2 separate regions of the Gasterosteus aculeatus genome follow, and region 2 is linked to region 1. A link is a contact called in public Hi-C data. All regions are on one chromosome and are shown on one strand. The core of a region is the stretch at or near the end of the contact, and the rest is flanking DNA. Distances in the headings are between cores, read along the strand shown.

Region 1 (2,700 bases), core at 149-2,648:
TGGGATTGATTCCCTGGCCCACACTGACATCTAGTGGTGGGATCTTGGGCTGAGTAACACCTGTCTGGAGTCAAACATTCTGGTGGGAATCACATGTATATCGGGCACTATTAAATGATGTTGTTGATTTTCCAAACTGTTGGAAGAAGTCTTAAATCCCTCAATTTTAAATCTGCATCCCTGGATCTTTTAAGAGTTTCTATTCGGTTCCTTTTTGGCGGTTTGAAAAGGAAAAGTCCGTAATCTTTTGGGGACACCTGCTAGATGCTACTGGGACTCGTGGTTTTAGCGTTAAACCAAATTTGAACCAAACAATGCTGTGATGGAGTCAAGTCTCAAGTGGAACGCCCCGTACATCCAAATCTGTTGATTTACCTGTTGGACGACGTTGTGATGAGTAGTTTACACTTTATTAAGCTGTCTAAATGTAGAAGCGAAAAGGGTTAGGAGACTCACTCATTCAGCTTCATAAGGAAATGTTCAAATACAAAGAGTTTGAGCTGCAAACACTGATCACAAAGCTTAGCTGGATGTCCAACACAAGCTGAGCTGTGCTCCTCACTGTACAGACGGCCGCGTCCTCGGGTTTAATCCCTGGTGTTTGTTTGGTTCCAGTTGATTCGGAGGCATTTATTACCCATGTGGTGTTGTCTTGTAACCGTTGATTTTTGCTGATTGTGTTAATTTATTCTGTAGAGGTGAACAGAGGACTTTAGGGTTTGGAAGCTGACACCCAGGTGGCACTGTGGCTTCATAACTGGACCTTAAACCTTTTGTGGGCAATTGCATATTTGTCCACCTAATAAAAAAAGAAAGAAAGAAAGAAAAAAGACATTCCGAACTGATGTCGGAACACGATTAAAAGGTCCTCTGGGTCTTTTATTTGTTGACATCAACGATTCAACAATGTACATTACACAATGTCTCAAGATGATTACACATATAGATGTTTAGAGATATAGAGATACATACTGATGCTATCGGCAAGGAACTGTTGCTACACATGCAACCTTTTAAAGTGATGTTAGCAGAATAATTTGGTTGATTCCAGAGAGATGAACCTGGGATCAACCAAACAACTTTACAGCAGGATTGAATCGTATGAATGTACCATCCAATGTGAAGTGAAGAATATTTTATGTGCTTTTTTTCTTTTCTTTTTGTGCTCTTTGTGCTCACTTCTCTGTGCTTTTGGGTTTGTTTGTTTTTGCTTTGTGTCATCTCGGAAAGCACAAAAATGCATGAACGAGGCGGAGAAGAAGCAGCGACGACATGCCGTTAATGTAGGAAGTGATCCACGTCCGCCATGCGAGGCCAATCGCTGCACATTACACTGTTCTCCTGTCCGACACAGATGGAGAACCATGGAGGTACAGGAATATTCAGCAACAAAGTACAAGCCAGATCTGTTGTATCCTTCACTGTACAGTAGTGTGGAGACACCAGAACTGCTTTATACGAATACAGAGAAGAAGCTGCTTCTGAGCTTCATCTCAGTTTTGGTTGAAATGGAGACACTGAGTCAGCTGCACCAGCTCGCAGAGATTCAAATCTTTAGAGGCGTGATGACATGCGGTTGGATATCCGCTGGGAGCCGCGCTGGGGAACATGAGCAGATTTTGTGGTTTCCGCTCACGGGACGCCGGTCCGGTCCTAAAGAGGAAGCTTTTTCCGTTTGAGCCGTCGCTGTGAGATCTGCTTCCGCCTCAGAGTGACATCACGCTCGTTTCCATACGCAGAATTTATTTTGATTTTTTTTCCAACAAGGTTGAAATGTCTTTTTGGTGATTTTCTGAATATTGTGTTGATGATCTGTTTCGTTCCAATGACTGTTTATTGGTGGATATTAAAGGGGAATGCCAACTTATGAATTCTAACAGAAGTGGATCCTAGTGAACAGGCACCACTTGGGAAACTTCTAATTTATGAACACTGAAATCTTTAATCTTCACCCGAGTGGTGTTTGATCACTTTACATAACTGACCGGTCAACATAGACAGAATTTGTAAAACGGTTGGCGTTTCCCTTTAAAGGTTTACTTATGTGAAATCAACCTCAGAAATCTTTCTGTACAAAATATTGCTGATAATCATTCCATTGCACATAGTTTACGTTGCGTTTTAATGCAAAATCTTAATTTTGTGGGGAAATCTGTTTTATTGTGTTAATATTATTGAAAAATGTAAATATTCCGTTCTGGCAAATGGGCCGTTCTACATTTATATAAAAAAAATCTTCTGAGTTTATCGATTAAAATGATATTAATAAGCAGGAGACTTTTTAATAAACTATATTTGTTACACTTCTATTGTGAATAAAATAATCTTTTAATAAGCGTTGGTTTGAGATTTTGTTCTTTCCGACCTGCTTCATTTAACGTTTCAGCTTATCTGAACACATTCACTTATTCATTTGCAGTTTTTACTGACTTCAATGTTTCGAGCCGGGAATAAAATCTGAAGTTAATAAACGATCACATGCTAATGATATTCCTGCAATTTGTGCTGATTAACTGATCAATTCCTGAGAGCTTTAACATGTTTGCTGTAAACCCTTCTTCCTCCCCTTCAAAAGAAAACCCTTTGCCACACAAAATATTATGCAGAAACAACAACTGATTCATTTTGAATAAATGCCCGTATGAGTCACCGTTTGTGCTCGCTGTGTGCCGGTCGGCTGTGAGTGAAGCATCGAAGCTC
Region 2 (2,700 bases), core at 27-2,526, 220 kb before region 1:
AAAATAATACAAAGGAATAAAAAGGAAAAAACAAACAAAACAGATTTACTGTCGTTATGTTGATTGTCAAATGGCTTTACACACACATACACACACAGCCTCTGCAAAGTTCCCCTTTTGGCTCACTATTATGGGTGTAACGATTCATTTTAACAACAATTCGATTCTTGCCGATGGTTGCCGATTCGATTCATGGACGATCTGGGTTAATTTAGAACGATTCGATTCAGTGACTTAAAATCGATTCAGTAACTTTACTGGACAGTGCAGGCAAATTTTACGAGATCCCTGTTGTTTCTTGTAAGGAAATCAGGTTTAAATTAATTATGGATATTATAAACAAGCAAACAACAATTGATGGCAAATGTATTAACCTTTTATTTGAGTGCCATTTTCAATGTAAACATTACACAATAATTACACAATGTTTGGATCAATTCACAGAGCCCCGGATTTTCAACCACATTGTAGGGCTGCATGTCTTTACAGCTAAACTTGGCAATTGTTACTGTGATGTTGAGTTTCCTACTGGCGAGGCCTGAGGTGTCTGCAGAGCTGGAGTTACCTTCTGCTGCTGCTGCAGCGGTAACGCTGCTAGAGGTGCCCGACTGTCGGCGTGTTGTTTAACCTCTGTGTTTGCAAAAGCCAAAATGCTTCCACACGCTGGATCGATAAGTTGGTTTGTAAATGTATTGCTCGCAGTCGTCTCCTCCATGCTGTGTTCTGTTGTTGTTCCGAGTTTCGCACGGCTGCCGCTGCGTACTGATGACGTCACAGACAGGCAGACAGAATCGAGTAACGTTTTCACGTGTCTAAAGTGCTAAAAAACAGACAAACACACATCCATACCGTTTTTGTGCTTAAATCCAATTTGCAGTTTCCAAGTATCGATACAAATCGATTATGTACCATTTTAATCGATTTGTAATCGATATATGTTGTCCGGAATGCCGATTTGCGGAGCACAGATCGATTCAGTTGGATCGCAGGGATATAAATCGAATTATCGATTCAGTGGATGAGTCGTTACACCCCTACTCACTATGCATGTCCAACAATGGGTGTCAGCAGCTTCAAAAGGGCAGGTTGGGAGAAATGGTTATCCAGGGAAAGAAGGAGAGTGCTTGTTTTGGTTCTTGGGATATATTGCACGTATAAACCAGGAGAGAGCATGAAAACATAAATTTCTGTGTGTGTGTGTCATGGTTTCACTATGCAATACGTCATTTCACCAGTATACTGCCATGTACTGTTGCTGTATTGTCCTTGGTTTGTACACACCAATCAATGGTTCAAAGATTAGACCAAGTCCCACACAGACACACAATAAATAACTCAACTCAAGAGAGTCCACAAGGAACGGCCTATTTTGATTTCATTCACTATGTGGAAGAAAGAAACAAGGTTAGAAATAAAGTTGTGCTGTGTTAAAACAGGGGAGCATTGTTAGAGGAGTGATCTTTTCCAATGTGGAGGCTGCAAATGTTTTTTTGTGGCCGTTGCAACTAACGGGGAGGAAAAATGACATTTAACCAAACATTGAAGGTCGGTCCCGCATTTTTCTACTTCCTCTTGTGTTTTGTGTGAAAGTCACAAATGGGGACAGCTAATTTGAACTTGTTCCCGTATTGAGGGAAGCGATCCAGCCGTCAGCCACTAAACAGCCTGCCTCCGGCAACTGCTCAATGCTTCAGTACGTGCACTAGCACACTGCTCAGTAGGCTCAGATTGTTATTAAAAGAAATCTGAAAACATTATGAAATATAACTATAAAAAACCCAGAAATAACAAAGCTAAATGTATTCTTTCTTACCCCTTGCTTATCCAATTCGTCTGTTATTGTGTGTCTTGCTCGTGTTCTCGCTCTGGAAAATCCCATCCATATTGTTGAAATGTTTTTGTAAAATAGAAGGTGAGGAGTTGCCTCGAGCAATTACATTACAGCCCATTTAGTGACTGCGGACATCAGCGACCAATTTCTAAAGCCGTTGTACCCATTAGACACAAATGCATGATAGAGTCCATGTTAAAAAGTAGCATAGCTGCAATTACCACCTCTAGGGGTACATTCAGAGGTCTTCGTCAGGCAGTTGTGGCTCCTCCTACAGCCAAGAGCACAGCCTCACCTCGCTGCTCAGCCTGCTGGCATCCCACATTTAACAAGGATCTTCCCCTGACGTGTCAGAGACAAACCTTGGTCGCTCAGCAGGTTGTTGCAGTAAATCTCCGGGTTTACCGTGACGGTATTGACCTTTTACATGCTTTCAGCCCCATGGCTCCCGTGGTTCTACCGAGACAACAAATGCCACAGTATTTTGTTGATGGGGAAAACAAGTGGACCCCCCCCCCCACAAAGAGAAGCGTGTTAATTGATAAAAATAGAGCTCTTTTTACGTTGGGGGGAAGGGAACCATATTGTGTATGCCGGGCCAGTGCTGTCTAATATGTGCTCTCATCATTTTCTTTAGTGTTTTACATTCAGCTTGGAGTCCCGCGTTGCCAATTAAGGACAGCAAACATGGGCCTACATTTTAACTGACTGGTGCGTGTCCATGCATATGCGTTTGGGTGTGAGTGAGTGAGAATGGGAGAGGGAGTGCATTTAGAGAATCTGACAGAATATTGTGCAACCCTGCAACATCTCCCAGCTAATTAGTGTTGGGATTTCGATTGGAAATGCTGACCGCAGCAGGCAAACAC

What was found. Hi-C and Micro-C count contacts between places; a contact is called where the count stands out from the background.
Region 2: a Hi-C map of liver shows a contact between it and region 1, with 4 times the contacts expected there. The contact joins two enhancer-like sites. A contact is called at or near these places in 3 of 6 Hi-C or Micro-C datasets (liver and skeletal muscle).

Annotation. Positions count from the first base shown.
Region 1 is chr18:5,454,934-5,457,633 of fGasAcu3.hap1.1, reverse strand. It overlaps man1a1 (mannosidase, alpha, class 1A, member 1), which reads left to right. Exons shown (of 12, transcript XM_040160450.2): 12 at 1-2,335. Among protein-coding and RNA genes, the nearest start is that of fam184ab, 19 kb to the right of the region's middle. Within about 2 kb of position 1,398, at least 1 of the 9 cell types and tissues checked has open chromatin away from gene starts, as enhancers often do. A contact at or near this core is called in liver, where this site is marked.
Region 2 is chr18:5,674,652-5,677,351 of fGasAcu3.hap1.1, reverse strand. No RefSeq gene overlaps it. Among protein-coding and RNA genes, the nearest start is that of LOC144389344, 8.2 kb to the right of the region's middle. Within about 2 kb of position 1,276, at least 1 of the 9 cell types and tissues checked has open chromatin away from gene starts, as enhancers often do. A contact at or near this core is called in liver, where this site is marked.